Linked DNA regions of Mus musculus: regions 1, 2, 3, 4, 6 and 7 are each linked to region 5. The links are chromatin contacts, called in public promoter capture Hi-C and targeted proximity ligation maps. All regions are on one chromosome and are shown on one strand. The core of a region is the stretch at or near the end of the contact, and the rest is flanking DNA. Distances in the headings are between cores, read along the strand shown.

The links. Promoter capture Hi-C pulls out the DNA fragments that hold promoters and counts their contacts. Capture Hi-C pulls out chosen DNA fragments and counts their contacts.
Region 1: a contact with region 5 is called in a targeted proximity ligation map of pro-B cells, with 3 times the contacts expected there. A contact is called at or near these places in 4 of 39 promoter capture datasets (the C10 cell line, cranial neural crest, hippocampal neurons and 1 more) and 2 of 130 datasets of targeted methods (pancreatic cancer cells and pro-B cells).
Region 2: a contact with region 5 is called in a targeted proximity ligation map of embryonic stem cells, with 6 read pairs. A contact is called at or near these places in 3 of 130 datasets of targeted methods (embryonic stem cells and stem cell-derived neural progenitor cells).
Region 3: a promoter capture Hi-C map of adipose tissue shows a contact between it and region 5, with 2.4 times the contacts expected there. A contact is called at or near these places in 2 of 39 promoter capture datasets (cranial neural crest and liver), 2 of 130 datasets of targeted methods (microglia and pancreatic cancer cells) and 2 of 9 other capture datasets (adipose tissue and macrophages).
Region 4: a contact with region 5 is called in a promoter capture Hi-C map of liver, with 3 times the contacts expected there. A contact is called at or near these places in 3 of 39 promoter capture datasets (the HPC-7 cell line and liver), 7 of 130 datasets of targeted methods (the 230-238 cell line, astrocytes, embryonic forebrain and 4 more) and 3 of 9 other capture datasets (adipose tissue, embryonic stem cells and macrophages).
Region 6: a contact with region 5 is called in a targeted proximity ligation map of pancreatic cancer cells.
Region 7: a contact with region 5 is called in a targeted proximity ligation map of embryonic limb bud, with 9 times the contacts expected there. A contact is called at or near these places in 2 of 39 promoter capture datasets (embryonic stem cells and liver), 1 of 484 Hi-C or Micro-C datasets (embryonic stem cells) and 3 of 130 datasets of targeted methods (embryonic forebrain, embryonic limb bud and embryonic stem cells).

Annotation. Positions count from the first base shown.
Region 1 is chr19:10,202,112-10,206,176 of GRCm38.p6, forward strand. Tmem258 (transmembrane protein 258) reads left to right here and starts at 2,091. Exons shown (of 4, transcript NM_026919.1): 1 at 2,091-2,153. The coding sequence starts at 2,151. Fen1 (flap structure specific endonuclease 1) reads right to left here and starts at 2,282. Exons shown (of 3, transcript NM_007999.6): 1 at 1,984-2,282; 2 at 1,577-1,908.
Region 2 is chr19:7,266,842-7,270,883 of GRCm38.p6, forward strand. Rcor2 (REST corepressor 2) reads left to right here and starts at 1,438. Exons shown (of 12, transcript NM_001320554.1): 1 at 1,438-2,247; 2 at 2,924-2,980; 3 at 3,260-3,340; 4 at 3,713-3,765; 5 at 3,857-4,018. The coding sequence starts at 2,121.
Region 3 is chr19:6,968,408-6,972,675 of GRCm38.p6, forward strand. Plcb3 (phospholipase C, beta 3) reads right to left here and starts at 1,407. Exons shown (of 31, transcript NM_001290349.1): 1 at 1,140-1,407. The coding sequence starts at 1,238. It overlaps Gm52400 (a long non-coding RNA gene), which reads left to right and starts at 289. Exons shown (of 3, transcript XR_003952919.1): 1 at 289-437; 2 at 1,587-1,693.
Region 4 is chr19:6,984,934-6,989,253 of GRCm38.p6, forward strand. Vegfb (vascular endothelial growth factor B) reads right to left here and starts at 2,718. Exons shown (of 7, transcript NM_001185164.1): 1 at 2,419-2,718; 2 at 1,841-1,883; 3 at 1,357-1,553; 4 at 1,088-1,161; 5 at 872-907; 6 at 428-562. The coding sequence starts at 2,478. Dnajc4 (DnaJ heat shock protein family (Hsp40) member C4) reads right to left here. Exons shown (of 7, transcript NM_001357001.1): 6 at 3,256-3,342; 7 at 2,978-3,175. The coding sequence ends at 3,064.
Region 5 is chr19:8,817,083-8,821,111 of GRCm38.p6, forward strand. Hnrnpul2 (heterogeneous nuclear ribonucleoprotein U-like 2) reads left to right here and starts at 2,319. Exons shown (of 14, transcript NM_001081196.1): 1 at 2,319-3,731. The coding sequence starts at 3,200. It overlaps Ttc9c (tetratricopeptide repeat domain 9C), which reads right to left and starts at 2,212. Exons shown (of 4, transcript NM_027412.3): 1 at 1,939-2,212; 2 at 1,354-1,602. The coding sequence starts at 1,591.
Region 6 is chr19:10,238,194-10,242,101 of GRCm38.p6, forward strand. Myrf (myelin regulatory factor) reads right to left here and starts at 2,555. Exons shown (of 26, transcript NM_001033481.1): 1 at 2,366-2,555. The coding sequence starts at 2,411.
Region 7 is chr19:7,037,737-7,041,821 of GRCm38.p6, forward strand. It overlaps Stip1 (stress-induced phosphoprotein 1), which reads right to left and starts at 2,290. Exons shown (of 14, transcript NM_016737.2): 1 at 2,144-2,290. The coding sequence starts at 2,152.

The DNA of each region.
Region 1 (4,065 bases), core at 841-3,340, 1.4 Mb after region 5:
AGGGGGCAAAAAACCTAGTTGTGAGTGATGGTGCATGCCTTTAATCCCAGCACCTGGAAGGCACAGTCAAGTGGATCTCTGAGTTCCAGGCCAGCCTAGTCTACATAGTAAGTCCCAGGCCAGCCAGAGTTACATAGTTGAGACCCTGTCTCAAAAACAAACAGAAAATTAAGTTGGGAAAGAGAATCCATTTTAAACAAAAATATCTGCATTGTGTCAGTCAAGTCATATTAATGTGTTAAATGTACAATAAAAGGATTTTCTAATATGCAATTTATTAAGGTTATCTTGCTCGCCCAATGTTAGTGTGTCCACACCATAAGAAAGTCCTGTCAAGGGCTGGTGAGATGGCTCAGTGGGTAAGAGCACCCGACTGCTCTTCCGAAGGTCCAGAGTTCAAATCCCAGCAACCACATGGTGGCTCACAACCATCTGTAACGAGATCTGATTCCCTCTTCTGGAGTGTCTGAAGACAGCTACAATGTACTTACATATAATAAATAAATAAATCTTAAAAAAAAAAAAAAAAAAAAAAAAAGAAAGTCCTGTCAATTGTTCTAATTTGTTCCCAGTCTTACTTCACTGTGTCTTTTCTGAAGCCCAAGTGGCCCTGTATAGTCCCCTTCCTTCCTGACTACAAACACCTCAGCACACGTTACTTGTATAGCACAGAAGCCTAGTGAAGAGGCCTGCTTCTCTCTTTGGTCTTCTTCCTGCCCTCCTTCCTTACTTCTTCCTGGTTCGTATTACTGTGGTTCCTCTAAGAATACAAGCAGCAAAAACTCAGTCTTAAGGCTAAAGACTGTAGCTCTCCCTGGTACAGTGGCTTGCCTAGCATGCATGGAGTCCCATGTTGAATCCTCAGACCAGAAATCAAATAAAAAACTCATCCTTGAATCTGGTATTCTGTGTGTGGGTATAACAATGGGGACTGAGCTAGAGCCCTCACTCCTGCTAGCAAGTGCTCTACATCTTCAAGATTGTGTAACACAAGTCACTTCTGAGTTGTTAAATAAGAATGAATAACCATTTCTGCCTTGCAGAACCGGTCAACCAAAAACCCAGATGGAATACACACATCACCAGATGCCGTGCCATGTTCCCTAGTCAACCATATGGTTCACACCTCACTTACTACGTTGCTAGAATGAATACAGGCTATTACCACCCATCATGTCACACAGAGGGAAACCTGTTCTGTCCTGATAGTCTCAGTCCCGCCTCCACAGGACCTTCCAGATAGCAAAGCCTTAAATGAAATGGCTGCAGGCAGGATAAAAACACACCTAGTTCCCCTGCTCCCCACTCCCCAGAGGCCTACTGATTAATCACCGTATTAACTGGGCCCCACTGTTCTACGGAGTCTTCCAGACTTCCCTTCACCAGAAATGTCCTTGGGGCTTTTCCAACACCTGCCTCAGTCAGAAATACAAGAAAGCACTGTCTCTGGATGTCAGCAGAACATGAACCCATTTCCTTATTAAAGGCACAGAACTTCCCCGCTCCATACTCCTCACAAGGGCCCTAGGATGAACACGCTCTGGTCTCTGAGTCCTCACTGGAAGGAGGGTACTACCTTCTTCCTACCGGCGAAGAGGAATGTTCGGAGCAGAGCGAATGGCCCAAGCCCGGGCTGCCCGGTGCTGTTCCCGCGGCTCTGCCGCTTTCAGAGACGCTTCCGCGAGACCTCACCCCGTCTCGAGTGCACGAGCCTTAAGCAGCTAGCAGTGGTTTGGAGTCCACAGCGTTCTCTGGACAGTCCCGAGCCCGTTCTTTCAGTATCGTTCCCAGCTTCGCCGCCTTCCAAAGCCCGCGCTCTCGTCACGTGATCTGCCAGGCGCGAACAGCCTCCTGGGAAATGTAGTGTATGCCCCACCAGGTCCGATAGCAGCTTTCATAGTGGGCGTTCTTTCTGGGGAAAAAATGAATTAAAACCTAAACTTCACACCACCCTTTCCCACAGTCCGACTCCATGCTACTCACAGCAGGTCCGCATAGTCCTAGTTCCCGTTACTCCTGAGAACATGGGACTACAAGTCCCACAATGCCACGCGCAAGGGACCACATCCTTTTCCTGTTGCTCAGTGCGCTTGCTCCTGCCGACGTGTTCTTCCGGTGGCGGATCGGTGGTTTATCCTGTGCGGGGCAAAATGGTGAGATGATGGGAGTTAACGGACAGTGCTGTGGCCAGGACCTAGGGCTCTTGTGTGCCCGGTCCTCACCGCGTTCTTCCGCGGAGGCCTCAGTATGGAGTGCCCGGTGGGTGGGACGCCGCTGAAACTCTAGTTTGAGTTAGGGACGGGAAAGCAAGCCCCTTACCGTGTATTCCTCAGGCTGAGGTTTCCATCACAATGTGCTTATGATGTTGTTGACTATAATTCTGAAGGTCACAGGGTGCACTTTGAAAACCTTCGCGTTTTTATTTTTCTTTCTTATGATCAGTTATCTCTATCTGGAAGGATTCCCTTGCTGAAATCTTACTTATCCCGCAAGGCCCTTGTATAAATACCATTTCCTGGTAAAACACTTGTAACTCTCATAGGTACTTGTCTTGTCTTCTGGGAGCTCTCAGTCTGTACACACCTCTTGCCACGTTTCCTGGACTTCTTTTTTTTAATCTGCCACGCCTCCTAGTGACCACCATCTGACGTGCATCTAGTTCTGGGATGATGTCTATTCGTCTTTGTATTCCTGTTGCCCAACACTGGGCCTGCATTTGGAGGTTCCATAAATGGCAGCGATTGTCCTTGGCTCTTTTAGGGGGGAAGGGGGACATAATTGTTTACTGAATTGAATTCCTGTGTCTCCTAGAACAATGGGCTCAGTCTACTTCTCTGGAGTTGTTATGTTCTGGACTTTAGAAACATTGGCAAGAAAGTGACAATGGAAGTTAACATTTGTACAGAACTTTACGTTTATAGCCCTTTCACAGGGATTATCTCATCGTCTTCTCTGCAACTTTAGGAAGGAAACAAATACCTATTGAGCAGTTACTCTGTGCCGGGCAGTAAACTAGATGTGTCAACATTCATCTTTCTCCAATCATGCATCAGCCCTGTGACACAAACAGTGTTATAACTACTTAACTCAGACTGAGGATTCAGTAGGGCCAGAATTATCCCAATTGTCTTCTGCCAGGAGATCCCCGTGGCTCCCCCCTAAGGCAATGAAAAGCAGTACTCCTACATTAGAATTTGAGCTGTCTGTACTAGTGTAGGCTCCGGCTTCCTGTACAAATTAACGGCTTAGAGTCTGGACACAGATCCAAAAGCAGTGGGAATTGTGGGCAAGCGTTTTTCTTTAGGTGTCTTCCCCCAGACAGATCCATGACTTACATAGTGATCATTAGCTAGAAACCCCTAAGAGCCATTATCCTCTGACTCTTAGCTGCTCTTATCTCACTGAAAGTGGCTGCTGCCATTCTTTGTTGTTATTGTTGTTTGTTTTATTTCCCAGTGTTGGGGATCACACTTAAGACTTCATGCATGCTAGGCAAATGTTCTACCACAAAGCCTGCCACGTCCCTACTTTTAAGATGTGATGTAGAGCTAGGAGATGGCTCATGGGCAAAGGGTTTGGTGTGCAAGCCTGATAGCCTGAGTTGGATCCTAGAACCCACATTACTTTTTAAAATCCAGGTGTGGCCAGGCGATGGTGGTGCATGACTTTAATCCCAGCATTCAGAAGGCAGAGGCCGTCAGATCTCTGTGAGTTTGGGGCTAACCTGGTCTATAGAGTGAGTTCTAGGACAGTCAAAGCTACCCAGAGAAACCCCGTCTCAAAACCAAACAAACAAAAGCCAGATGTGGTAACCCCAGAACTCACACACCGCAAGATGGAAAATGGACACAAGAGAAATGTCCAGAAGCCTTAGGGCTGCTTACCCTGGAATGCGTGTTACAGTGACCAAAGCCCAAGAGAGACCTTGCCTCAAGCATGGCAGAAGGCGTCTCTCAGAAAGTTGTCCTCTAACGTCTAAGAAAGGAGATGAGGAGTGACCTGCAAAATGGCAGGTAAATGCAATGCACCTACTTTCAAGCCTGGTGACTTGGGGTCAGTCCCCAG
Region 2 (4,042 bases), core at 188-2,687, 1.6 Mb before region 5:
CAGCTCAGATTGCCTCTGGTTCATTTTTTCTTTCTTTCTTTCTTTCTTTGTCCCAGATCTCCCCACCCTGAGGCTTGGTGCCCAGCTCATGATTTAAGGGGAGGAAAAAAGGCCCCATAACCTTGGCCCAAGGTGTGGCGGGCAACGTGGCCGCTGACTGGGTGGCCCTATGTGGCCGGACAGTGCTGAAGTCGGGCGGGGTCGTGTCTGACTCTGCCAGCCGCAGGCAAAGAGCCCCCAGGAACAGGATGCCCCAGCCAGGTCGTGGCCTGACCACAGGACCCAGGCCGGTCGGCCACAGCCAGTGGGTAGGGGCAGGGATCCCCGGTTGGGGCCAGGGCTGCTTCTAAATTTAGGAATCTGATTACAGAGTGGCCAAGGAAGGGAAGGGAGAGGAGGGTGCGCGTGCAGGCTCGGCTCGATCTGGGCATAGCGGGTGTGCCCGGGTAGAGGCGTGTCCAGGAGTCCGGGCTCCCCGTGGGAGGGACAGCGGGCGGGGGCTTCGGCCTGTGTGAGCTGCAGCACGTGCCCCAGGCGGCGGGGACGGGCACAGGCGCAGCTCACAGGCTTCGAGCTGCTGCCGGTGAGTGCGCTGGCTCTTTGTGTGCCTGGCAGGGTGGCTGGGTCTGGCTTTGAAAGTCTCTGCCCACCCCCTCCCCCAACTCCGTCTGTGCCTCCCAACCCGCTTCCCTGTCTGTCACTCTGCCTGTGCCTGTCCGGGGGGAGGGGGGATGCTGCTTCCAGCTGGGGTGACAGTGAACCCAGTGAGGAGCTCGCCCCTTTCAGCCCAGAACTTGCCCTATTACCTTTCATACTCATTCCTCAATCTTTGATACTACTGTTTTGGGTGCAGACTGCAGCAGTTGAAAGACACTAGGGTGACCCCTGGGGACCCACAGACCTAGCAGAAGTCAGGTTCTAGCCCAGTGGCTCTTATAGAAATTCATCTTGCGCCTGTCCGGCCTCCCATCCGCTTTGGCCCCCAAGGGCGCATGAAGGGGGGGATCCCCCTGCGGAAGGGGGGGCAGGGAGTTCCTTGGCAGGAAGGGAAATGGAAGGAAAAGCTGGGCTCCACCCGGGCGGTCGGACAGGCGGCCTCAGGGCCCCCGGGGCAGGCCACAGTAACCAGAGCCCAGTAGTGTGTGGAACCGGTGTGCTTGTGGGTGGGGCTGACCCCGGGCTTCTCCTGGGGGGCACTGGGGTCTACCCAAAAGGGCCAAGTCTGAGAACTCAGAGACACCAAGGGTGCTCCCTGGGGGGGGTACGTGCGCCCCATTCCGGTCCTGACCCCACCCCCTGGAGGTCTAGCCCCGGCCCCAGGCCCCGCCCCCCGGGCCCTCCCTCCCACCCCAGGGCCAGATGTTCAGCTGGCGGAGGCATCGGCTGGGGGAGGGGTGCTGAGGCCGCAGCCGGCACTACTTCCCTGCCAGCAGCTTCATTGTGTGCGCGAGGAGCGAGCGGCGGCGGAGAGCGGGCGAGCGAGCGGCGGTAGCGCGAGCGCGGCGGGGCGAGCGAGCGCGCCGGGGAGGGTGCGAGGCGGCGCCCGCGGCTGCGCTCCGCCCGCCTCCCGGCAACTCTGCTCCAGCGCCGCACGCCGTGCGCGCCGTCCTGCCGCCGGGGCTCCAGCCGGCTGGCGTGGTTGCCGTGGGGTCGGGTCGGGCAGGGTTACCTCCGTTGGGGATCGGGGCATCCTCAGCGCAGCCGAGGGGCGCGGAGTCAGCTGCGGCGGCCACTGCGCGGTAGCCCTTGCTGGCCAAACAGCGTGGGCAGGCGCGCGGCGCGGCTCCGGGGCTCCCCGAGGGCAACGCGCCCCGACTCTCCCCGGGGGAGAACCAGCCCCGAGGGGCGCACGGAGCGAGCGTGCCCCCGGCCGCGCCGTCTCCCCCGTACCCCCACTTCACAAACTTTTCTGCCGTCCTCGCCCGTGGGGGTCGCAGTGAGCGTTAGGGCTGCCCTCCGGGGCCCCGACCTCCCGGACCCTAGCCACGCTGACCTCCTGCCTCTCGTAGCCTCAGTGGCGACCCCTCCAGGCCGGGCCAGGCGCAGCACTCGAGGCAAGCGCGGCAAGCTCCTGCGCTCTCCAAAGGATCCCGTGCCCCTCGGGGCTGCCGGGTAGGGTAATGCCCTCAGTAATGGAGAAGCCCAGTGCGGGCTCCGGGATCTTGTCCCGAAGTCGGGCCAAGACGGCACCCAACGGCGGACAGCCACACTCGGAGGATGACAGCAGCGAGGAGGAGCACTCTCATGGTGAGCCTGGTGGCCTAGGGTTAAAGGCGCGCTGGTCCGGGGAGGGATCATGGAAGGTGGAGGAGGGGGGGGGGAGAGTTGCGAACCACAGATGGTTTCTGCCGCTCCTGGATTGCAACCTCAGCCTTCTCGTGCCTGGTGTTGCCGGCACAGGAAATCTACAGGCTGGGCCCTTGACCACCCACCTCCCCTTTGCCCTCAGTCGTTGAGGGAGCTTAGGATGCCTCTCTTGGATGGATTGGGTCCTCATACCTTGCAGCCTTGCAGGGGACTGAGGTCTGATTGGACCAGGTACTGGGAAGATACCTCTATGCGGAGCTGTGAAGCTCATGTGGTGGGGAGGAGCCCCGAGCTCTCTGCAAGGCTGTGGTCCAGATCTAGGGGCAGCCCTCCAAGCTCCCACCCCCAGTTAGAACAAAGCACTTTGCTCTAGCCTGGGCTTTAAAAGTGTCCTCTTAACCTCCCCTTCCCCCCATGGCCATGACTAGGCAGGGTATGACTCTCCTAGTACCTTCTATCGGAGGGTAGCTGGGGGGCACTATCAAGGAAAAGTGAGTCTCCTGTATGGTGGGGGTCCCTGAGTGGTCAGGAAGGAGAACTCCAGATCAGCTACCTCCCCTCACTATATCCTCCCCCTACTTCCCTGGAGTCTTGACTGCCTCCCCTGGCTCCACAGACAGCATGATCCGAGTTGGAACCAATTACCAAGCAGTAATTCCGGAGTGCAAGCCTGGTGAGTGGCAGGACAGACATGGAGGGAGGGAGGGCGGCAGGGAGGGGTGGAGGCTGATGGCTTGGCCTACAGCCCCACCTGGGAACTCTTGGCTGGCTCCTGCTTGAGGGACAGGCGGTGGGCGGGGTGGGTGGCCCCGTGGCACTGTTACTTTTCCTGCTCTGCCTTCCTGTCTGGGTCTCAGCTCCTCCTTCCCTTCTGGGCCTCACCTCCTCGCTTGACTGTGTTGCTCAGTGGTCTCCTGTTTCTGTGAGTGCCTAATTCTGCTCATCCTTTCAGAGAGCCCTGCACGCTATAGCAACAAGGAGCTGAAGGGAATGCTGGTGTGGTCCCCCAACCACTGTGTATCAGATGCCAAACGTGAGTGCGCTGGGCCCAGGTCACGTTCAGTCTCAGGAACAGGGTTTTAGTTCCTGTCCTCCTAAGGCTAGCTCTTCCTTAGAAGTGAGCTGTTGCCGGGCAGTGGTGGCGCACGCCTTTAATCCCAGCACTTGGGAGGCAGAGGCAGGCGGATTTCTGAGTTCGATCGAGGCCAGCCTGGTCTACAAAGTGAGTTCCAGGACAGCCAGGACTATACAGAGAAACCCTGTCTTGAAAAAACAAAACAAAACAAAAAACAAAAAAGAAGTGAGCTGTTAGTCCCACTAACATGGAAGTCTGGTAGGGGGCTGTAGGCCCACGAGTGGTCTTTACTGTGGGGCTTCCGTGTGACCCTCCTCTTCCCCCCTGCAGTTGACAAGTACATTGCAATGGCCAAGGAGAAGCATGGCTATAACATTGAGCAGGTGGGTGGGGGCCCCGAGGGATGGGAGTGGGGCCCACCGGGCAGTGCAGTGCTGCCGTGGCAGAACCTGAGTGGCTTCTGTCCTGGACCAGGCACTCGGCATGCTTCTGTGGCATAAACACGATGTGGAGAAATCACTGGCTGACCTAGCCAACTTCACTCCCTTCCCTGATGAGTGGACGGTGGAGGACAAGGTGCTGTTTGAACAGGCCTTTGGGTTCCATGGCAAGTGCTTCCAGCGGATCCAGCAGATGGTACGCCTATGCTCATGGCCCCTT
Region 3 (4,268 bases), core at 157-2,656, 1.8 Mb before region 5:
GGCCTAACCTCCAAAGGCCACCCAGGGCTCTGGCTCTTCAGTTCCAAACTTTGTTCAGCACCCCCACCCCAACCCAGGCCCTCTCCTTGTTTCCACTTCCTTATTTGGGTTTATCACACTGCAAGGAAAAGGAGAAACTTTTCCCTTTAGTCTGGCCTGGGGGAAGGGGTATCCTGGGGCCCCGGGGGTACCCACCCTTGCCCAGCACACCTGCAGCTAAGGCCACGCCCCCAGCCCCTCCCCTTAGTTCTCACTCCTGCCCCACCCTGCCGGAAAGAAACCCAGCGTCTTCCAGGCCTATGGCCCGACTGGGAAGGAACAGTAAGGAAACTCAGGCCGCCTGAGTTGAGGCCCTAGGGAGCAAGGAGCCCAGGGGGTAGGAGAGGGAACAGTACAGAAACGTGGGTGAGACGTGATATCTAGATAAGAAGCCGCAGGTGAGTATCAGGGAAGTACCTGAGAGAAAGCAATAAAAAGTGGGGACCAGGATTTATTGAGGTTCAAAGTCACTAAGTTAAGGAGTGGGGAGCAAAGTTCCCAGAGTTGGAGGAACCTGGAAAGGAACAAAGTCTCCGGTAAGGGGTGGCTCGGTGCTCCCATCTGAACAGAAAGCTCGCTGGAATCCAGAAGCAGGACGAAAGGGTATCAACCAGGGCAGGCTGGAAAGGGATGACTATAATGGCTCAGGCAAGCGAGGCACTGAGAAGAGTAGGATCCCAGTGGCACCCCACCCAAGGCAAGGATGTCCTATGCCCCCATGGGGGTCCTGTGCCAGGAACAGGGGTCTGGGGACCAGACCAAAAACTAAGAACCAGCATGGAGACTTTGATATTCATCGTTGGCAAGGGTGGAAAAGAGTGAGAAGAAGGACAGGATTTACAGGGGTTCAAAGTCTCCATGCCAAGAAGAGCCCAATTGACCACAGCTACTGTCTTGCGGGGGAGAAGAGCGGGGACAACGACAAAGTCTTCAATTACCAGGACAACAGGGGACTCAAGTTTCCGGAGTGCAACAAGGCTGGAATAGGGGGTGAGGTGGTCAGGCAACACTGAAGTGGGGGTCCCTGGCATTCATCTAGTCGAATGTGACTGAAGGAATCCTTCGATCTAGGCAGAGCAGAGGACAGCCCACTCACTTACCTCGTCCCATTTGATGAACTTACTCCCGCGCCGCAGGGTCTCCACCACGGTGGGCGGCTCCAGCTGCAGCGCGTGGACGCCGGGCCTCGCGCCCGCCATGGCTAAGCCAGGGGCGGCTCGGGGACCTACGGAGCCCCGACGGGAACCGACGGTGCCACTGCTCTCTCCACACGCTCCCGCGCGGCCCGCTCTGGCCCCGCGGCGTCAGCGCCCGCCCGCCAGCCAGTCTGTCCCGGACGGACCGGAGACTCGGCGCCCGGCCCCGCCCCCGCAGAGCCCCGCCCCGTCGGGCGGTGCCGCCCCCTCCCACCGCTATGGTGCCGCCCGACCCACGGCGGCGCCCCCTCGCGGTTGGGGCGGCGACTGCAGCCAAAGGGATGATGGATGGAATGGGGGGGGTCTTTGTTGGCCGGCTGACTCAGTAGGACTCTCTTTTTTTTGTCTTAGATAAAGTGCTATTGAGGGTGCACCTGGAAAGACGGGTGTTGGAGCCGCTCAAGACATGCCAAGGTCAGCCGGTTGAGGACTCAGGTGGAAAAGGCGAAGATAATAAGGTTAGGGGACACAGACCCTTGTCCTCAACCCGACTCCTACCGCACTTAATGAGCTCAGGAAACGTCGTCACCCCATCTCTCTCCATCCCACTCCACCCGCGTGCCCTCACTTTGCCTCTCCCCCTCCTGCTGCAGCACAGTCCCCCCTCCCAGGGAGCACTTAGCTGGCTAATGGGCCTCCCGCCGGCAGGCGCCCCTCCCCCGTCCCTAGCTCTGGAGGCCTGGAGCTGCCACCTCCTTTGAGGACCCAGGCATCCTGGTTTTCCAGAGAAAACCTTGCCGCAGTTCTTGTGCTGCTGACCCTGTGACGGGAGCCAGTCTCAGTGAACCTCTTAGTTGAACATAGTGAAAGATGGTTGTTTGCCCAGAGGTGGCAGAAGCCTCGTGGGTGTCCCCAAAGGAGGGGTTGTGCAGCTCCTGGCCCACAGCAGGTGCCCTGAAATCTGTGTTCCAGTGATCTGAGGAACCGAAGGGGCAGACCCATGGGCACCGGCCGGGGTGGGGGCTGTAGCCCCCCCCGCAGGGCTTGGCTGGGGGGGCTCCTGCCTGGGGGCCCCTGTGGGAGCCCCCCCAATACAGAGGAGGCAGCAGCAGCAGGTTTAAAGTAGAACTCATCCAGAGGGGCCAGCCAAGTCACCTAGAAACCCAGAAAGAGTTGGAGCTAGCTCTGGGGGAGGAGGGTCGGCTAAGGAGGAGCTTCCCTACCGGCGCCTTTGCCCCAGGCGCTCAGGCCTCCAGAGGAGCCCTGCCTGGCACTGGCTGTCCTCCAAATCGCCATCATGGCGGCAAACTTAATGAATCTAGTTGTCTTTGGCTGTGGCCTTGTGCAGTGGTGTGATTGTTATCTCCACTTGAGGCCCAGAGAGGGGAAGGGACTTGCCCAAGGTCACACAGCTTCCTGAGAGGATTTAACCCCTCTTTCTGCTTCCTGCCTCTGCTCCCTGGTCTGTAGGAGAAAAGGGGGGGGGGTGCAGGCCTGTCATCTCCCTCCTCTTCTTCTTCCTTCTCCTCCTCCTCCTCCTTCTCCTCCTCCACAAGGACTATAAGAAAATACCCCTTCAGAGCTCCAACTACCACCCACCTCCTCCAGAGATCAGAACCATTAAGAGTGGAGATTGGCCTCTACCCACAGGCTTGCTTTCAAATCCAGGACTCCCTTATCCAGGAGCTAGTTATCACAGTGCAATAAACACACACCCCTCTGTAGACGGGTGACAGGTAGAAAAGAAACTGGGAATGTCAAAGGGGAAAGAGTAAAAAAAGGGCACAGGGGATCCTGCACACCAACGCTAAGGGCAGGATGACTGAGCCCTCCCAGAAGCTTCTGGAAGCAGGGCCTTGAAAAACAGGATGGAAGCTGTTTGTTGAGCCAGGCCCTCTTCTTCCCCCACCACTAATCTCTTGAGGCCAGGCAGCCCCCCATTAGAAGGCTCCCTCTTCCTCTTTGGATGCTTTCTTCCAGCCCTGGAATGGTAATAGAGTTTCTAGGCATGCAGTAATGGGGGGAATAAAGGCAGCTTTTCCGGCCTCTACCCTTGATTAAGGGATTGGTCTGGGCCCACAGGTCCCTCCCCAGGGCCTCTGATTCAGGGAGGTGCTGCAAGCATCCTTAGCTGCTCTCTGGTGGGAGGGGGCCACATTACCATGGGAAGCCACAGCCTGAGGCTGCAGGAGAAGCTAGGCACTCTCCAGTCATAGGAGGGCTGGTGGATGAGCATAGCAGGATGAAGGCTCCAGAGCCCGAGCTCCAGGTCACAGGGAGGTCAGGATCCCGGCCTCCTGGAAGACACGCCTTTCACATGAGTGATTTGCCCACTTCCTGGGCAGAGTCAGGACTTGAATCCGACCCCTTGTGCTTCAAGGCTAGGGCTCCCGTTTGAGCGGCCCAGGTTCCAAGAAAGCTGTAGGCTAGCAGACCCATCTTTCCTCTCACAGTGAATAGTCATTAGAAGAAACAAGACAGAGCAGCAGCCAGCCCCAGGAAAACAAGGATGCTCTGGGGATGACATGGGAGGGAGCCAGAGGGAGAAGCAGGATGGGCATGCCTCTGAAAGGACCTGGCATGTGACATCAAATATATGGTCAAGGGCCAGGAAAGGCAGTGTTCCATATCATCATCTTGGGGGTACAGGCAGGGTTGACGGTCTTCAGAGTCATGGACTCAACTCTCACAGTATCTGTCGCAACCATTCCTTCAAGGTACAAACCCATGCTGGGATTCAAAAAGAGCTGCTCTGCCCTTAGTGGGGTGAGCTGGGCATGCAGGGAATTTGTTCCTGGGAAAAGAGACTCTCCCATTAGTGCAGGCATGGAGGAGGAAGTCAGGCTCAACATGCAAGGGTCACGCCTAAACTGCAACAGCAGCAGGAGCCAACCTCCCGGGCTGTCCAGGCTAGCTGAAGAGAAGCTAATGTCAGACAGTGGGCTGTGGGCTGCTAAGGGAAGAAACATCAGCTTACTGCAGTGCTTCCCCCCACTGAGAACCAGAGGGCTTCCCCCCCAGCCGCTCTCCTCAGTAAGCAGCTCACTCCCCACCTGCCTTCTCGGCTTACTTATTTATTGTTTCATGTATCAC
Region 4 (4,320 bases), core at 1,468-3,967, 1.8 Mb before region 5:
GCACAGAAGGGTTACTTAAGTAAGCACTCCAGGCAGAGGCAGATGGGGGCTCTCATATTATCTTTGCTCTCTCAGAGCCTGCAGAATGGAGAAATATCAATCACATAAAGCTCTGCAGATTGGAAAAAGCCTTCTTTAGTTCCACTCCGGGAGATGGTTGATTGCTTAGCTAGATTGGTGCCCCTATCACAGGTTCAGCATCCTTTCCTAAGAGTGGCATCAGCTCTCTCACCCTCTGACTTGCACATCTAGTCTTCAGCTGAGGTTTTGATGATCTGGTTACCAGCAGATGCACAGTAAATGACTTAACACATTCAGCTGGCTTCTCCATCCCTGGTCTTTTCACCACTAGCAGGCTCATCTGGACCTGCTCCAGGACATAACCTTGCGGCCTTCTCACACAAGCACCACCCCACAGACTCCTTACCTACAGGTGTCTGGGTTGAGCTCTAAGCCCCGCCCTTGGCAATGGAGGAAGCGGCGGCGTCTGCAGCGGCAGCGGCAGGTCCGGGGGTCAGGGCGTTGACGGCGCTGGGTGCAAGGCGGGCAGAGGATCCTGGGGCTGGAGTGGGATGGATGATGTCAGCTGGGGAGGATGCTCCCGGGGTAGAGTCCCAGCCCGGAACAGAGCGGGGCTGGGGACGGTGGTGGGGTATGGCAACCCTAGGAGGAGAAGCGACACGTCTGGGGTGGGAAGAGTCTTCCCAGGAGCTAGGGTTAGAGCAGAGTGTGTGGATTTGGGGAGTATAAAAGGGAAGAGAGTCGGGTGAGAGAAGAAGGCAGAGGGGCTGCAGCCTCCTGGCTCACTTGTGCACCCCCTAACCCATGAGCTCTCTCTCCTGGACCAGCACCAAGAATCCCAAAAACTCACCTGTCTGGCTTCACAGCACTCTCCTTTTTTTTTGGTCTGAAAAGAGAGAGAGAGAAAGATTAAAGAAACCCAAGCCTCCTGCACTCTTGCCCCAGGATCCATGCCTACTACTTCTGGCTCTACTCTCAGTCACCTGGTCCCTACTAAGTAAGGTACAAGCCCATGCCTGGTACCCCCACCCCATGCTACACTTTGTGACCTGGACCTGGCTGGCACCTGCATTCACATTGGCTGTGTTCTTCCAGGGACATCTCCCCCAGCTGACTGCTCGGGTACTGGATCATGAGGATCTGTGCTCAGGAGAACGAGGAAGAGACAGTGAGTGGTGGGGGGCAGGGCCAGAAAAAGACAGAGGAAGGGGATACTAGATAGGCTAGAGAAAGAATGACCAGAAATTCCCACCTCCAGCACGCCCCTCCCTGGGTTGGCCCAGCCCATAGGACATCACTGTCCCATCAACACACCTGACCCATAGGCCCTGGTACCTGCATTCGGACTTGGTGTTGCCCAGTGGGCACACATTCCAGGCCATCGTCAGGGCAGCAGCCACCACAGCGCTGCACAGTCACACAGCTGGGCACTAGTTGTTTGACCACATTGCCCATGAGTTCCATGCTCAGAGGCACCACCACCTCCCTGGGCTGGCATGTGGCACGTGCATAAACGTCTATCCATGGCACCACTGTGGGCAGACCCAGATGGATTAAGTTCTTATCAGGTCTCCTGAAGCTCCTCTGAGCATGTAGCCTCTCTGATACCCTATCACCACCACCCCAACCATCTTTTAAACCTGTCTTTCTCTGCCTTGTTTCTCAAGAAATGATTAAGCCCTCTGCCTCAGTTTCTTCCTCTATGGAATGGTATCGCCCAAAGGAGTTGGGATCACGCAAGATAAGGGATATGAAATCAGAGCAAGTGCTAACCCCTCTTAGTACTGGCTGGTGGCAAGTTATTGTTAACTATTATTACCTTTCTTCTGGTGGCTGGGGCCATCAAACTGGGACACAGGGGCCTGTGGGAAAGAAGATACCTGGGCCCAAGATGCACTCTAAAAGGGCTGGCCCTGTGGCTATGTAAGGGCTCCGTCCTTGAGTCAGGCTTCTGCGCCTTTCTGACACCTTTCCAGATTTATTCTGTTCCCAAGACCTTGGTTCTAATTTTTCTTGTATACTCAGACATCTGGTACTTTCCCTGGCCCAAGACCCACCAGGCATACTCTGGGAATGGTACTAAAGCCCAAGCCTTAGCGCTGGGCTTGTTTTAGGTCAGGAGCCAGGATAGTGGGAGACAAACGAGGTTCGGAGGGCACGGAGGCAGCTCCGCCCTACAACCGCCCAGGGGATGGGGTGAGGTGGGGGAGTGGCCCCAGGGGCATGGGCTAGGACTAGCGGGCCTTCGCCAAGGGGCACCTCTTAAGGGATATTCCCGGTTTGAACTGAGGATCCCCTCGACAGAGGTAGCAGGCGCCTCCCCACTTCCGCCAACCTTGAGAGGGCACCGCGGGCGGGCGGGCGAGCTAGCGAGCGGGATGTCGCGGACGCACGTACCTGGGTGCGAGCCAGCTGCAGCAGTGCAACAAGCAGCAGGCGACGGAGCAGGGGGCTCATGGTGCCCGCGGGGGGCGAGCGCCGGGAGCGCCCGCATGGCCCTAGCCCGGCGGCGTGGGGGGCGGCGGCAGCCAGAGCCCCATGGCGCGGGCCCGGGGACCCGGGGCGGGGCGCAGGGGGCGGCTCCTCCGCGGCCCCCTCCCGAGCCCTGGGCGCAGGCAGCGCAACGCAGCGCCGCAGCGACGGCCTGAGGAACAAGACAGGCAGGCGGCCTGTAGTGGCGGCGGTGGTGGCCGGGACGGCGGGCAACGGGGACGGCGGGGGGTGGCAGGGGGCCTGGCCGGGGCTGGCGGGCAAGAGGCTCATGTGACCTAAACACGCGCTCCCCACCGGGCCGCGGGCGGAGGCGGGGCGGGGGCGGAGCCGGTCCCCTCCAAACGCCCCCTCCCGCCGCTGCAGGGGAAAGGGGACACACCGCCCTGGAGGCCGAGCTCCGGGGGTCGCTGCCTCACGAGGGGAGGGGTGAGGAGATGCGTGACCTGAAGGACCGAATCGGACAGGCGTCTGAAAATGAGTTTATTGCACGTGTAGTTCTGGACAGGCAGCAGGGAGAGGACCAATGAAGGTCCCATTTAGTTAAGCCTCTCAGGGGCTTGTGTCCTGGGGCATGATCCTGGAGCTTTCTGGAGGCAGGGAGGGTTCTGCCCGAGGCTGCTGCCTCTGCTGGCGCTCCTGCTGAATCCTGGCTCTGTTGGCCCTGGAAAGAAAAACAGGATCAGGACAGACATCCTGGAGGGTGGTGCTGAAGCAGGAAGCAAAGTCAGAGCAGTGACAGACCTGGCCCTGGCCCGAGTGTCATTGTAGATGGCTGTAATGATCCGGTCCTTTTCATCCATGAAGCTGCGATGCACCTGCTCCAGCTTCCTGTGAAGGAATTGCAGTTAACTCCGAGTCTCCGAACTCTGGTGTCCCTCAAACCCTGGTCCTTGACCAGGTTCTAGCATCTCTCACACAACTTTACATCTCTCTCTATAACAGACACCAAGTGGCCCAAGTCCCAGAACTAGGTGGCACCCTAAGTCACTGGCTGTCCTGTGAAGAAGGTTGGTGAAACAGCTCTGAAATCAGGTTGCCTCTCCCAGAAGACTAGAAAGGGGGCATATTTAGGTAATCTCCATTGCTAGATACTACGGACAATGGGCTCCATCCTTTGGGTTTCTATGCCACAGAAAACTGGTATGACAGCATGCATTCGAGTGTATGGTGAGGTCCTGGCAGCTACCATGGACTGTCACTGTTATACGGCACTTGTCCTTCCTCGCTCTTTCTTTCTTTTCTTTTATTTTTTTTTATGGTTTTTTGAGACAGGTTTTCTCTGTATAGCCTTGGCTGTCCTGGAACTCACTTTGTAGACCAGGCTGGCCTCGAACTCAGAAATCCACCTGCCTTTGCCCCCCAAGTGCTGGGATTAAAGGCGTGCACCACCACTGCCTGGCCCTCTTTCTTTCTATATTGAGACACAGTTTAATGTAGCCTAGGCTAGCCTCAAACTCCATATGTAACCAAAGATGACCCTGAACTTAAAAAATTTGCAAAAAAAAAAAAAAAAAAAATTGCTTGGTGGTGATGGTGCACTGACTTCGAGGCCAGCCTGGTCTACACAGGGAGTTCCAGGTCAGCCAGTTCTACACAAAGAAACCCTGTCTCAGAGAAACAAAACAAAACAAATCAAAACAAAACAAAAAGGAAAAACCGCCCTCATTTACGCAGTGCTAGGAGAGAACCCCTGGGTTTTGACCGTGTGTGGTTTTTTGAGTATGGTTTCAGGTGGCTCCAGCTCACCAACAAGCAGCATCAAAGATTAACATTCAAGCTATGAGAAACAGAAAACGACTCTAGCCC
Region 5 (4,029 bases), core at 1,069-3,568:
GAAATCCCTCTCACAGAGGTTAGAAGGGAGAGGTCTTTGAGCTTAAGAGAGGAGGGAGCTGATTTAACAGCTTAGGAGGACACTGGCTAAGACACAACACACTCAATCCTATTGTGCCGCTCTAGCTTCGGGCCCCAGCTTTGAGGCAGGATTTTACCAGCTTAGGGAAAGCACTCTAGGATGGAAGGCTTCACTGATCTCTACTGAGGAGCAACTGAGTTCAAGCAAGGATTAAATTCTGCCAGGGCACCACAAAGTGGAAAGCATACACAAGCAAATGAAATTTTAAATATACTTTGAAGAAAATCAAACTGCTAGAGAAAAAGTGAAGTTAAACTGTTGCTTAGTGACTGAAGGCTTCTCTAAGAAAGGTGATCTTTGGCAAATTCCTTAGTGCATTTTCTGTTTTTTAAAGGGCACAGAATCTTGCAAGAAGCATTTAAGCTCTGGGAATTAAGGCTGTTTGGGTATAATTTTAAATCTACTCATTACTAGATATGATTTCATTAGACTAAACTGAAAGAACTGTTATGACAGTTACATAGATCAATGTGTAGTGACCTAAATACCTGACATTCTACGTCATAAATGTCACATCTATGAATCCTATGTAACCATCCCTTAAACGAAACATCCCCAGGACTATGACTATCTCCATTTTTCAATTTATTTTTTTTTGTTTTGTTTTGTTTTTTATTTTGTTTGTTTTTTTGAGACAGGGTTTCTCTGTGTAGCCTTGGCTGTCCTGGAACTCACTTTGTAGACCAGGCTGGCCTCGAACTCAGAAATCCGCCTGCCTCTGCCTCCCAAGTGCTGGGATTAAAGGCTTGCGCCACCACGACGGGATACAGTTAATTCTTACTTGTTTGAATTAGGGTATTAGCACACATCACAGGCTAGTCTGGCTCTCAAACTTGAAGCCATTTTTCTACTTGGACTTCTCCAGTGCTGCAATTACAGGTGTTAGCATCATTCTTCGAAATAAACCCATTCTAGGTCCACCAAATCAAGATATCTGGGCTTTAGAGCCCAGGAAGTAGTTTCAGGTGAGGTTTGTGAAATCCCGCTTGCTTTTAGAATACTCTACAAATTGGAAACAGGTTTCAATCGACTGCTAAATAGCCAGGTGGCAGTGAAAAAGAACATCTTCCAATGTTCACAGGGCTTGATGATTCTATCTTTTTTGTTTGTTTTGCTTTTTGATACAGGGTTTCTCTGTGTAGCCCTGACTGTCCTGGAACTCACTCTGTATTTGAACTGCCTCTACCTCCTGAGTAGTGGGATTAAAGTCATGCTCCACCACTGCCCGGCCCTGCGGTCTTGATTCTCTGCCCACGCTCGTCCCATACTTACCAGCTAGGTTGTTGTAGCAGTGGGTCTGGATGGTGTGCAGTATGTTTTCTTGCTCCGGTGTGAGAGCTGGGCCCTGAGGTCCCAGACTAGAAAGAGGGGAAGGCAGACTTGGGTCCAGACCCCGCAGCTGAAGAAGAGCTCGATGGTACCTACTCACAGCATCTCGGTACTTTCCTTCCCGGTAGCGCTGGTTTCCTTCCTCCTTGTATACCTGAGCCTCCTGAAGGCGCTTCTCCATGACTGTTGGAACTGTTAAATGAAAGAGAAACTGAAGCAGTAGAATGGGATCAAAATAAATGATTAGAGCATCGATTTCGTAAGCAAGAAGCTCGCAGGGATGTGGGTTTTGCTGTTTTTACTAGTCCCATCTATTCTCCTGTGCTAGTTTTCAGTTTCCAGAAGTACCGCAAACTAAAAAAAGGAATGATGTGAGGATAGTGAGGCCATTGACCAAATGAGTTCCATTAGAAGAGATCCCGGCGTGATTACAGACACTAGGGAAATCCAAAGGCCCGACTAAACGTTCCAAGTGTGTGACCGCCCGCAAAATTCGTTTCCTTCTTTCTCTGAGGCACACCCCCTGACCTGGAAGAAGATGGAGTAGGCGGGAACAAGTGAAACAAGTCAAAAAGGCTTCGCTCCTTTCCAATCTCTTTATTTGTCCTTATCCAACAAACATTTGTTGATGGTTCTGCTGTTAATTGAGGAACCGAAGTGAGTGAGGCCTGAGTCTCCAGTCCACAAGTGAGGCACAAGAGGCCGGAAGCATTGTGCCCAACAACCGCACCACAGCGGAGGCCCAAGCCGGAAGACTCCTCCAGGAATTCGGTTTAAGTTGCAGGAGCACAGAGAGGAAGAGACCAGACCTGCCAGCAGTTTAGCCTCTAACGGGGCACGCGCATTGCGTCATGCCACCCAATCAGAAAGGAGTCTAGAAAAGTAATCCCGCAGAACCGGCCCCGCCTCCCCAGCGGACCAACCCGGAAAAAAAAAATTCCCGGCCACTTCTCCAATAGGAAAAAAAGCCGCACGATATCGGAGGACCAATCAGAGCAACAGACTACGATTCAAGCTGGCCAACGAGAGAAGGAAGGGGTGGGGTTGGCGCCTCTGTTGCTGGGTAGATGTTTAAGCACAGAAAGAGGTCCCGGCATTGCTCTCTCCCTCTCTCTCTCTCCCTTGATGCTGGAAAGGCCTTTCCCTCCTGGCTACGAAAACCCTGCACCACCCATCCTTCCAGCTTGGCTTCGGTTACTAGTCTCAGAAGTTACAGTCAAAGAATAAGCAAGAGAGGACATCGAGTAAGCCCTAGGGTGCTCCGGTAATTGGGAGCGGGCAGGAAGTAAGAGACCTGAGATGGGCGGGACTCCGGCGCGACTGCGCAGAGCCTACGACTGAAGTACGGAAAGAGGAGCGCGCTCACGCTTCCGTGCTACGAGGCACTTGAGCCGCAGCCAGCCTTGCCCGACTCAGGCCCCTGTGCGGCTGCGCGGTTAGGCCGCTTGCGCTGATTGGCCCGGATCTCTGAGAGGAGGGAGGGGAAGTGAGGGAACTCCGTCGTCCTCGGCGCGCACTCCCCCGCGGTCGAGTACAGAGTGTGTCGGAAGCTGCTCCTCGCCGTCTTGTTTTGCGCTCAGTGAGCCGAAAGGGGCAGGGCAGGAGGAAGGCGACATAAACACGCCGCGAAGACAGCGCGGCCTCTGCCTCTGTGTGCGTGCGCTTGCTAGCGCGGGCTCAGTGCTGGCGCGGGAGGCGGAGGCGGGCGGCGGCGGCGCCTGCGCGGTCGGGCTCGGTCGACAGTTCGCAGGGGAGGAGGCGGCGGGAGGCGGAGGAGGCGACGGCGGCGATGGAGGTGAAGCGGCTGAAAGTGACCGAGCTGCGGTCGGAGCTTCAGCGGCGGGGCCTGGATTCGCGCGGCCTCAAAATGGATCTGGCGCAGCGTCTTCAGGAGGCACTGGATGCTGAGATGCTGGAGGACGAGGCCGGCGTTGGTGGGGCCGGGCCCGGTGGGGCCTGCAAGGCGGAGCCTCGGCCTGTGGCCGCGTCGGGCGGAGGCCCGGGCGGGGACGAGGAGGAGGAGGACGACGACGAGGAGGAGGACGAGGAGGCGCTGCTTGAGGACGAAGACGAGGAACCACCACCTGCTCAGGCTTTGGGCCAGGCCGCGCAGCCGCCTCCGGAGCCCCCGGAGACGTCAGCCATGGAGGCCGAGTCCGAAGCTTCCGACACACCGGCGGAGGCCACGGCTGGGTCAGGTGGGGTAAATGGTGGCGAAGAGCATGACAACGGCAAGGGGGAGGAAGACGGGCCGGAGGAACGGAGCGGAGACGAGACTCCGGGATCCGAGGCACCGGGTGACAAGGCCGTAGAGGAACAAGGTGAGGAACTGGCAGCCAAGCCGGGCTTCAACCTGCCGGGTGCGTCTCCGATCCAGCACCCCACCCTGCACCGCGCTATCTGATTCCTTGTTTCCACTTGCCCGAAAGTGCACTGTTCTAGTGGCTTTTTGATGAGATTCTCCTGGGAAGGTGGCTTTCATCCGCTGTCCATCTTTTTGAAGGTTTGGGCGTCTTGTCTTTACACTGTTTGCAGGAGGGAGGTTCCTGCCTAACGTGGTTCCTTGGTGTTAGTGGATGGAAGTGTGTGTGTGTGTGTGTGTGTGTGTGTGTGTGGCTT
Region 6 (3,908 bases), core at 1,305-3,804, 1.4 Mb after region 5:
CTTCAGCAAGGGCCAGTCTGTCTCCCAGCCCAGAACCCAAACCACGGAGATTTCTACCCACTGCCTAGAGGGAATGGCTGAGGCCATGTGGGAATCTGGATGAGGACTTGAGGGTGGCCATTTGAGTGTGAGAGCATACACTACTACCTGAGGCTGAGGAATGACTCAAAACATCCACAAAACAAGGTTTCACACCTCCTAGTAGGGGCGCACTCATGTTTATGAGCACACCACTGCTCTATGCTTTCTCCCTTCCAGTGAGAACTTCCATTTCACCACCCAATGGATTCCCTGCCAAGGCCTTCCCCTCTCAGACTGCCTTAAGGACTTGAACCAGGTGTCCACCCACCCTGCCCCTATTCCCAGGTTCTGGAAGACTGCTGAATCCCGGCCCTCCTGAGCAGGCCCCACACCCCGCCTGCTCCCCACAGACATTCTTGAGTCTCCTCTTATCTCTCTGGAGGGAGCAGCCCAGCCTCCCTGCCAGGCAGCTGCATGGCTAAGCTGTGGCGTCAGCCTTCCATCCACCACCACCACCCCCCCACCTCAGGCCAAGAGGGAAAGTTTGGCTCAGAAGTGAGGAGTCCAGGCCAATTAGGCCCACCCCTGTGCCCAGAGCCCAGGTGGGGGTGGGGTGGGGGAGGGATACCTACATAAACCAAAGAGTCCTGGTTCATGGGTCACTAGGGGCACCAAGAATACACTAGGCACCCCCAATCAGTACTTGTACCCAACAAGGACCACTGACTTCTTTCTTCTTCTAGAATCTTTACTCACAAAGTCCCTGTGCACTCTTAGCCTATTGCCCAAAGTTGGGAAGCTCCCAGAGAGCTCCTGGACTGAGGGGTGGTGTCTTGCACCCTCAAATGGTATAGCTGCCTCAGACTTGATCACTGAATTTAGTCCAAGCCTAGCATTTTGCAGCCTCAAGACTTGTTCTGCCTGGGTGTTCAACATCCTAGAGTTAAGTTAACCTGAGACTGGAGCTGTCTTCTCCTGGGCTGCTCAGATGTAGGAGTGGATGGACAAAAGTATTCTGTGGTTCCCCACGTCATGGAAAGAGAAACGAATAAAGTCCTCTTCTTGCGTGGGGAAATCTCTCAGGAACTGGGCACTGGGCTTTAAACTTGGGTCTTGATTTTCCATCCTGCAACTCACAGTCCCAGCCTGGTATGTTGAGGGCAACAGGTTCTGCTCATGGAAGCCTCGACCAGTACTTAGGGGCAAGATGTTAGCTGAGGGACTAGGAAGAGGGTGAGGCAGGGAATAGTTTCTCAACATAGTGGGGATAGATACAAAAGGTGTTCAAGTGCCTCGGTCTCCAATAAGGGTCTGAGAAACCCAGCAGGCTGGGAGATGTCAGCCTGCACTTCCCCTCCCCCTCCTACACCAGCCCCTTCCCTCCTGAACCCAGCTTTCATGGGGGGAGGGGCAGGGTCTGTTCAGGAAAAGCTGAGGCAGTATTTAGACCAGGACCAGACTCTAAAATCAATGTGGGGGTTGGGAGGTGGGGGAGGTGAGGAAAACATATATAATGGAGCGTACATAGATCCTACTGGAGAAGTTCAGGTCAAGGTGAGGGGGGGACCAGGTCAGCTCCTGGGTCAGGTGTGAGGGACCCAACCCTGAGGCGCCTCATAGGGGCTGGTGGGGTGCCATTTACAGCATTGGAGGTCTCCTAGGGCAGAGGTTGCTGGTGACAGAGATGTCAGCCAGCTTCAAGGGAGTTCCATCTCTAGGAAATCACACTAAAGAGAAGGTCCTGCCCCAGGCAAGGAAGTAGTAGCTGCTTAGAGGAGCATTTATTTCAGCCTTAGTGGAGGAAGCAGCATTGCCCAAGACAGGTGACAGCCTCCAAGGATGTCTCAGCCTCCAGGAAGCACAGTCAGGAGGTCCCTGCTCCTAGAAGGTAGGCTAGGCTCTGGGGTCCCAGCCTTAAGGGAAAAGGGAAGTCCCAGGCTAGATGGAGTAAGAAAGAGGCTGGTATGGGTGGAGTACAGCGTCCTCAGACTAGAGAAGTGTGCTGAGGGTTGGAGTATCACCATTCAGGGACCGCAGGACCCGAAAGGCTTCGAGGAGAGCCGAGCACAGAAGGAACCCATCCCCAAGGAAGTTGAGTGTTGGAGGCCGATTCGGGGAAACCCAAGTCCAACGGGCTTGGGCAGACATCTAGAGACTCCCTATCTCGAAGCCATTCACCTCGCTGTTGCCAGTCTGAAGTAGAGTCCCTGCCAAAAAGGAGGCTTTCTGGAGGTCCTTTCTGGGTGCATGGTGGAAACCCCATGGGTCTCCTGTCCTCAGGGAGACTGGTTGGCCTATCCCAGAGCAGGAGGTTGATCGCCCAGCCAACCCCGCGGTCTCTCACCTTCGAAGAAGCGCTGCAGCGCTTCGGTCTCGTCCACCACCTCCATGGCCCGCCTGCCCGCCGCGTGCGCTCCGGCCGCAGCCCCGCTACAGCCTGGCCCGGGGGCGCGGCATCGCCGGCGCGGCCCGCGCGACAGTCCCGGCTGGGCTCCCGGTACAGTCCGGCCAGGCTCTCCTCACGCTCGCTCCCCGCAGCCCTAGCCCGGCCTCCGCCTGCCCCGCGCCCCGCCCGCCGCCCTCAGCGCCCTCTGGCGGTACGCCCAGAGCCGCAACCTCGGGTAGCAGGGTGCCGCGTCGTCTGCAGGGGGCGCTCGACGCGGCGGTGGTGTCCTGGGTACTGCCTTGCCTTAAAGTCTGTGGATTAGTCGCTTTTCACTCTTTTCTGGTATAGGTAGGGTTCCAGATTATGAATCTGAGGGTTTTCAGTACCAGATCTCAGAGATAGCTCCTATTCCTTTTCGTATTCACCCTATCCCAGGTAACAAAGGGATACTCTGTGCTAAGTACTCTATAGGTGTTAAACTCTGTTAATTCCGGCAGGTCTTTGTTAGGGAGGTACACACCCACTTCCCCACTCCCCACCCCCACCCCCCAAGGCCCAACGCACACCGAATCTATGTAGGTCTGGCCTTAAACTCAGAGAGATCCGCCTTCTTCCGCTTCCCTAGTGTTGAGAATAAAGGCATTTGCCACCTGTCTGGAACTATTACAATTTGCATTTACAGATGAGGAAGCTAAGGATTAATGAGTGCCCTCTAGAGAAGTGCTTCTACATAGAACTTTCTAGAATGGTGGAAATACTCTAGGTGTTGTCATTAGCCACAGTGGCAGCTGAGCATCTGAAATATGGCTCTGGGGATTGAGCTCCTGACTTTTCAGCTTTGTTTTATTTTAATTATTTTGAGCATAATTAGTTATGTGTGACCTTGGTAGTATTAGGCAGTACAGTTCAAGGTCAATAGGGTTCAGAGTTTAATGAGAGCCATTCTTTATTTTTCCTCAAGACAGGTTTTTCTGGGTAGCCATGGCTGTCCTGGAACTCACTCTGTAGACCAGGCTGGCCTTAAACTCAGAGATCTGTCTGCCTCTGCCTCCCAAGTGCTGGGATTAAAGGCGTGTGCCACCACCACTAAGAGTTATACTCTTACTCCCTGCTGCCCTACCTGATGTTTAATCTGAAATCACATAGGGATGAAACCATCGTGTCTCCTGTTTGGACTCTCACCTCCATCTTGCCCCCATTACACAGCATCTCTCCTAATGATTCCTCTACAGTCCTCCCAACTAATTCTTTATGAAGCAGAAGTCAGATCATACCACCATGCCTTTGGTAAAACCAGTGGTTTCTCCTTGCACTCTGACATCTAAACCTCTTGCCCTGGTTTCTCAGAAACCTGGCTCATCTCTCTCCACTTGTAACAATGACCTCAGCTTCAACTGCTTTCTGCGTGGCTCACTTAACCATTGCTACCAAGACCTTCTGCCATCACCCGAACATGCCAGGCCCACATCTGCCACAGGGCCATGGCACATGTTAGTTCATT
Region 7 (4,085 bases), core at 1,040-3,539, 1.8 Mb before region 5:
AACACTTAGGAAGAGGCAGCGGACCCTATTCTCAGCAAAGGAGGATGACATGCAGGAGAGATAAAGGAACAGACAGGAAACTGCCAATATGACATTCCTTTACAGGAAGGTCAAGGGAGAAAAAGAGTACACAGTACACAAATATTCATCTTTGAGCTGGGCAGTGGTGGCAGAGGCAGGTAGAGTTCTGAGTTCAAGGCCAGTGTGGCCTACAGAGTTATTTCCAGGATAGCCAGGGCTACACAGAGAAACCCTGTCTTGAAAACAAACAAACAAACAAAAAAAAACCCCTCGTCTTTGTTTGCAGTTAGGATCTCTTTATGTAGCTATAGCTGACCTGTAACTCCACTATATAGACAAAGCTGTCTATCTGTCTGCCTCTGCCTTCCAAGTGTTGGGATTGAAGATCTGTGCCACCACACCGGGCATTAGAAATAATGTTTTGGGATTTTTTAAGACAGGGTCTCACTATACAACTCTGGTGGTCCACTTACTTACTCAGAGATCAGCCTGCCTCTGCCTCATTGAGTGCACCATCATGCCTAGCAAAATTAAATCTTAAAATATAAACTATGTGTCACTGTAGGAGTTACCTGGAATTCTACTCTTCAAATGTACAATTTTCCAGACAGGGTTTCTCTGTATAACCCTAGCTGTCCTGGAACTCTCTGTAGACCAGGCTCTCCTCAAACTCAGAAATCCACCTGCCTCTGCCTCCCAAGTGCTGGGATTAAAGGCTTACTTATGCCACCACCACCTGGCTCAAATGTACAATTTCCAATATTCAAACGCATTTGTGTATATGCTAGTGCATGGGGCAGACATTGGAAGTCAGGGTCTTCCTCCAACACTCTCCACCTTACTCTGAGACAGAATCTCAATGAATCTGGAGCTCACAGACAGGCCTGAGATGCTCGGGTCTCCCCTCCCCTCACCGATTTAGTGGGTAAAGGCAATCGGAACCCAGGCCTTCATCCTTAGACATCAAACGCTGAACCAACTGAGCCATCTCTAAGCCCAACGCTCAAATTTGTCATCTTACTGTAAGTTTGCAGTCCACAGGAACACTTGCACACTTGTATAATGGCTGGCAGGATTTTTCCCCACTGAGGAGGGTGGGGAGGATGGACGGGGTAGACCATAGCTCTAAATTCAGGCCCTGTGTTTGATCCCTAGTGCCACACAATGAATGAATGAATGATAATGAAAAACAACCTCTTTTTGTTGTAACAGAGCAAGGTGTTACTCATACCAAAAAAGCGTCTCTCTTGTCCGTACTGCAGTTACAGTTTAATTACTCCAAGGGTACAGAAAGTTGATTAACCTCTCCATTTAGTCTTATTAACAAGGTGAGAGGCCCCACGGTCCCTCACAGTGACTATTCCAGAACAAAAGGTTTTACTTTATACATCACAGTAAAAGTAGTAGTAAGCTGTGCTCTTTTTGTATGTGTGTGTTTGGATGAATCACAACGGTTCAATGACAGCTTCCAAGGTAACAAAACCTCTCCAGGCCTCAGATGCAGGCCACTGTAGCCTGAGCTAAATCACCAAGGTAAGGACGGCAGGTTTCCCTCTGTGCCCCAGATCAGATGCTGAGCGGTAGAGACAGGGACTTCTAGCTCCTCACTATCGGCTCACAACTGTCTAAAACCACTAAATCCTGTGTAATCGGGAACGGAATTTCCAAGGGTCGGATACTCAGTCACCCCACAGTCACTACGAAAAGTGGGGGGAGGGGCGACATATGTATGCCTCAGGGAGCCCTGGTGACACTGTCCGCGCCCGCCTTCTCTGCAGTCGCGCGGGTCCTTTTCCCGGGCGCACACAGATGCCGTGTACCCCGAAGGCTGCTGGGGTGATCGGTCACCGGATCCCTCCAAGTTCGCAGCGGCCGACAGGGGCCTCTCCGCGCTGAGGAGGCCCGGCCCCCAGAAGCTTCGGGGCCCGGCCGCGGCCAGGCCTGTTCCCGCTCCACTCGGCGGGTCGCGGGGGCGACGGGCGCTCGCCATTCTCCCCTCACACGCCCGACCGCGGCTCTCACGCCCGCGCCTCGGCCGCCCGACCCGGCCCCCCAACCACTCGCTTCTCCCCGCCAACAGGCCTGCGCTGCCCCGGGGCCCCGGCCGCCCCTCCCCCTTCACCTGCTCCATAGCCTGGCCCGGAACCCCGTTGAATCGAATTCGTCCGCTCCGCGTTCCCAACCGCACGCGCCGCCTTCTGGAACCTACTAGAAGCTGCCGGGACCCCCAGGTTACCGCCCCTTCCTCGCCTGCTCACTGGTTGAACACGTCCAGGAGGCTCTGCTCGCCCCTTTTATAGGCTTAAAGTTCAGTCAATCATCGTGACTTCTCTTTCATTGGTTTTTTACGGGTCTTCTCTTCAGCCCTGCCTCCTCTGCACCTCCGGATTGGACACTCCGCGGCAAGTCCCGCCTATTTCAGGGCTAGGCTAACTGAGGGAGGAGCGGGTCTTGACGACACGGATTGGTTGGTTAGTCCGTCAATTGTAGCTGGCCTGGCCGCACCCATTGGTCCTGTTCTTTCTGGAAATTTCCACAACTCTCATTGGGCTGAAGGACTCCTAGACGGAACCGCCTTTCAGAGGAAACATTCAATTGGGTGGATGGGTGGGGAAAAAAAAAAATTTGGCCATTCCTGGCGCTGATTGGTTTATGCCGCTGCCCTGTAAGGGGGTGCTCGGCTGGCTGGTGGTTCGTGGGGAGTCGAGCATCTGGCCCGGTGTCGCCTAGGCTTTAACTACAGCGTTACAAGCTGTTTTCCCTGAGTCTGAGACTGTTGGCCCGCGCTTCCTCGCATCCTGACTATTAGGCCCGGAATGTACCCAAAATATTGCGGGCTATGACGGGCCTGCGTTGAATGTTCCCAAAATGCTGCGGGCCACGACAGGCCTCCGCTTTTCCGGCAGTGTCCTGGCGGACCGGCTGCTTGGCCCTTACTCTCTGAACTCAGCTGCAAGCTTTGGTCACCATGGCCTGCCAGCAGAAATGCTACTTGGGTTGCAGGCTTAGCGTGTAGCTTATGGAACGACAGAGACTGATGATCAGGGGTCTGGACAGGATTTGTATAAGGAACGTGGGCTGTGCGGTGCCATGTCTGTGCCAGTAGCACCAATGCATACCCTCTCCATCCGGTTACCCCTTATCTGTTCACTTATGCCTACCTAGTTCTTTCTCCTGCCTCACTTAAGATCGGAGGAAATGAGCGGTGGTGGCATACAGCACGCAGGAAGCAGAGGCAGGTGTATCTCTTAAGCTAGCCTGATCTACATAGTGAGGTCCAGGACAGCCAGAGCTATCCATACCAGAACTATATAGTGAGACCCTGTCTCAAGAGAGAGGGAGAGGGAAGAGGCAGAGTGCTGAAATTACAGGTGTGAGCCAAATGTGGCAAGAGTACTTTTTGGGTGACTGGAGATAGAAACAAAGGTCTTGTCTGTGCTACACAAGCCCTCTACCCATGAGCCTCCAACCTTCTGTTTGACAAAAAGAAAATACAAAGGTTAGGTTTTTTGGTTGTTTTTTTTTTTTTTTTTTTTTTTTAATTACAAAAGGCATGTATACAAAGTGCATGATTAAGCCAGGCATGATGGAGTGGACCTTTAATCCCGCACTGGGATGGGGGCTGGGGGTTAGGTAGATCTGTGTGAGTTGGAGGCCAGCCTGGACTACAAAATGAGTTCCACGACAGCCAGGGTTCTGTTACACTGAGAAACCCAGCCTGGAAAAAAACAAAGACACCACCACCAACAAAAAAAGTGCATGACTGCAATCCCAAATTTTGGGAGTTGGAAAAGGGAGGGAGATCAGAATTCAAGGCCAGCCTGAGCAAATGAAGAAAAAAAAATGGAAGGAAGGGGAAGGGAAGGGCTTGAGATGGCTTGAAAATGTGGTAAAGGGTGTTTATTCCCCAACCAAGCAAGCCAGGCAACCTGAGTTTGAGTCCTTGAACACACACAACAGAGATATATCACCACTTCAAGGCCGACAATGCTTCCCCCCCCCCGCCCCCCCCCCCGACATGTTTTTTCTGTGTAGCCCTGGCTGTCCTGGAGCTCACTCTGTAG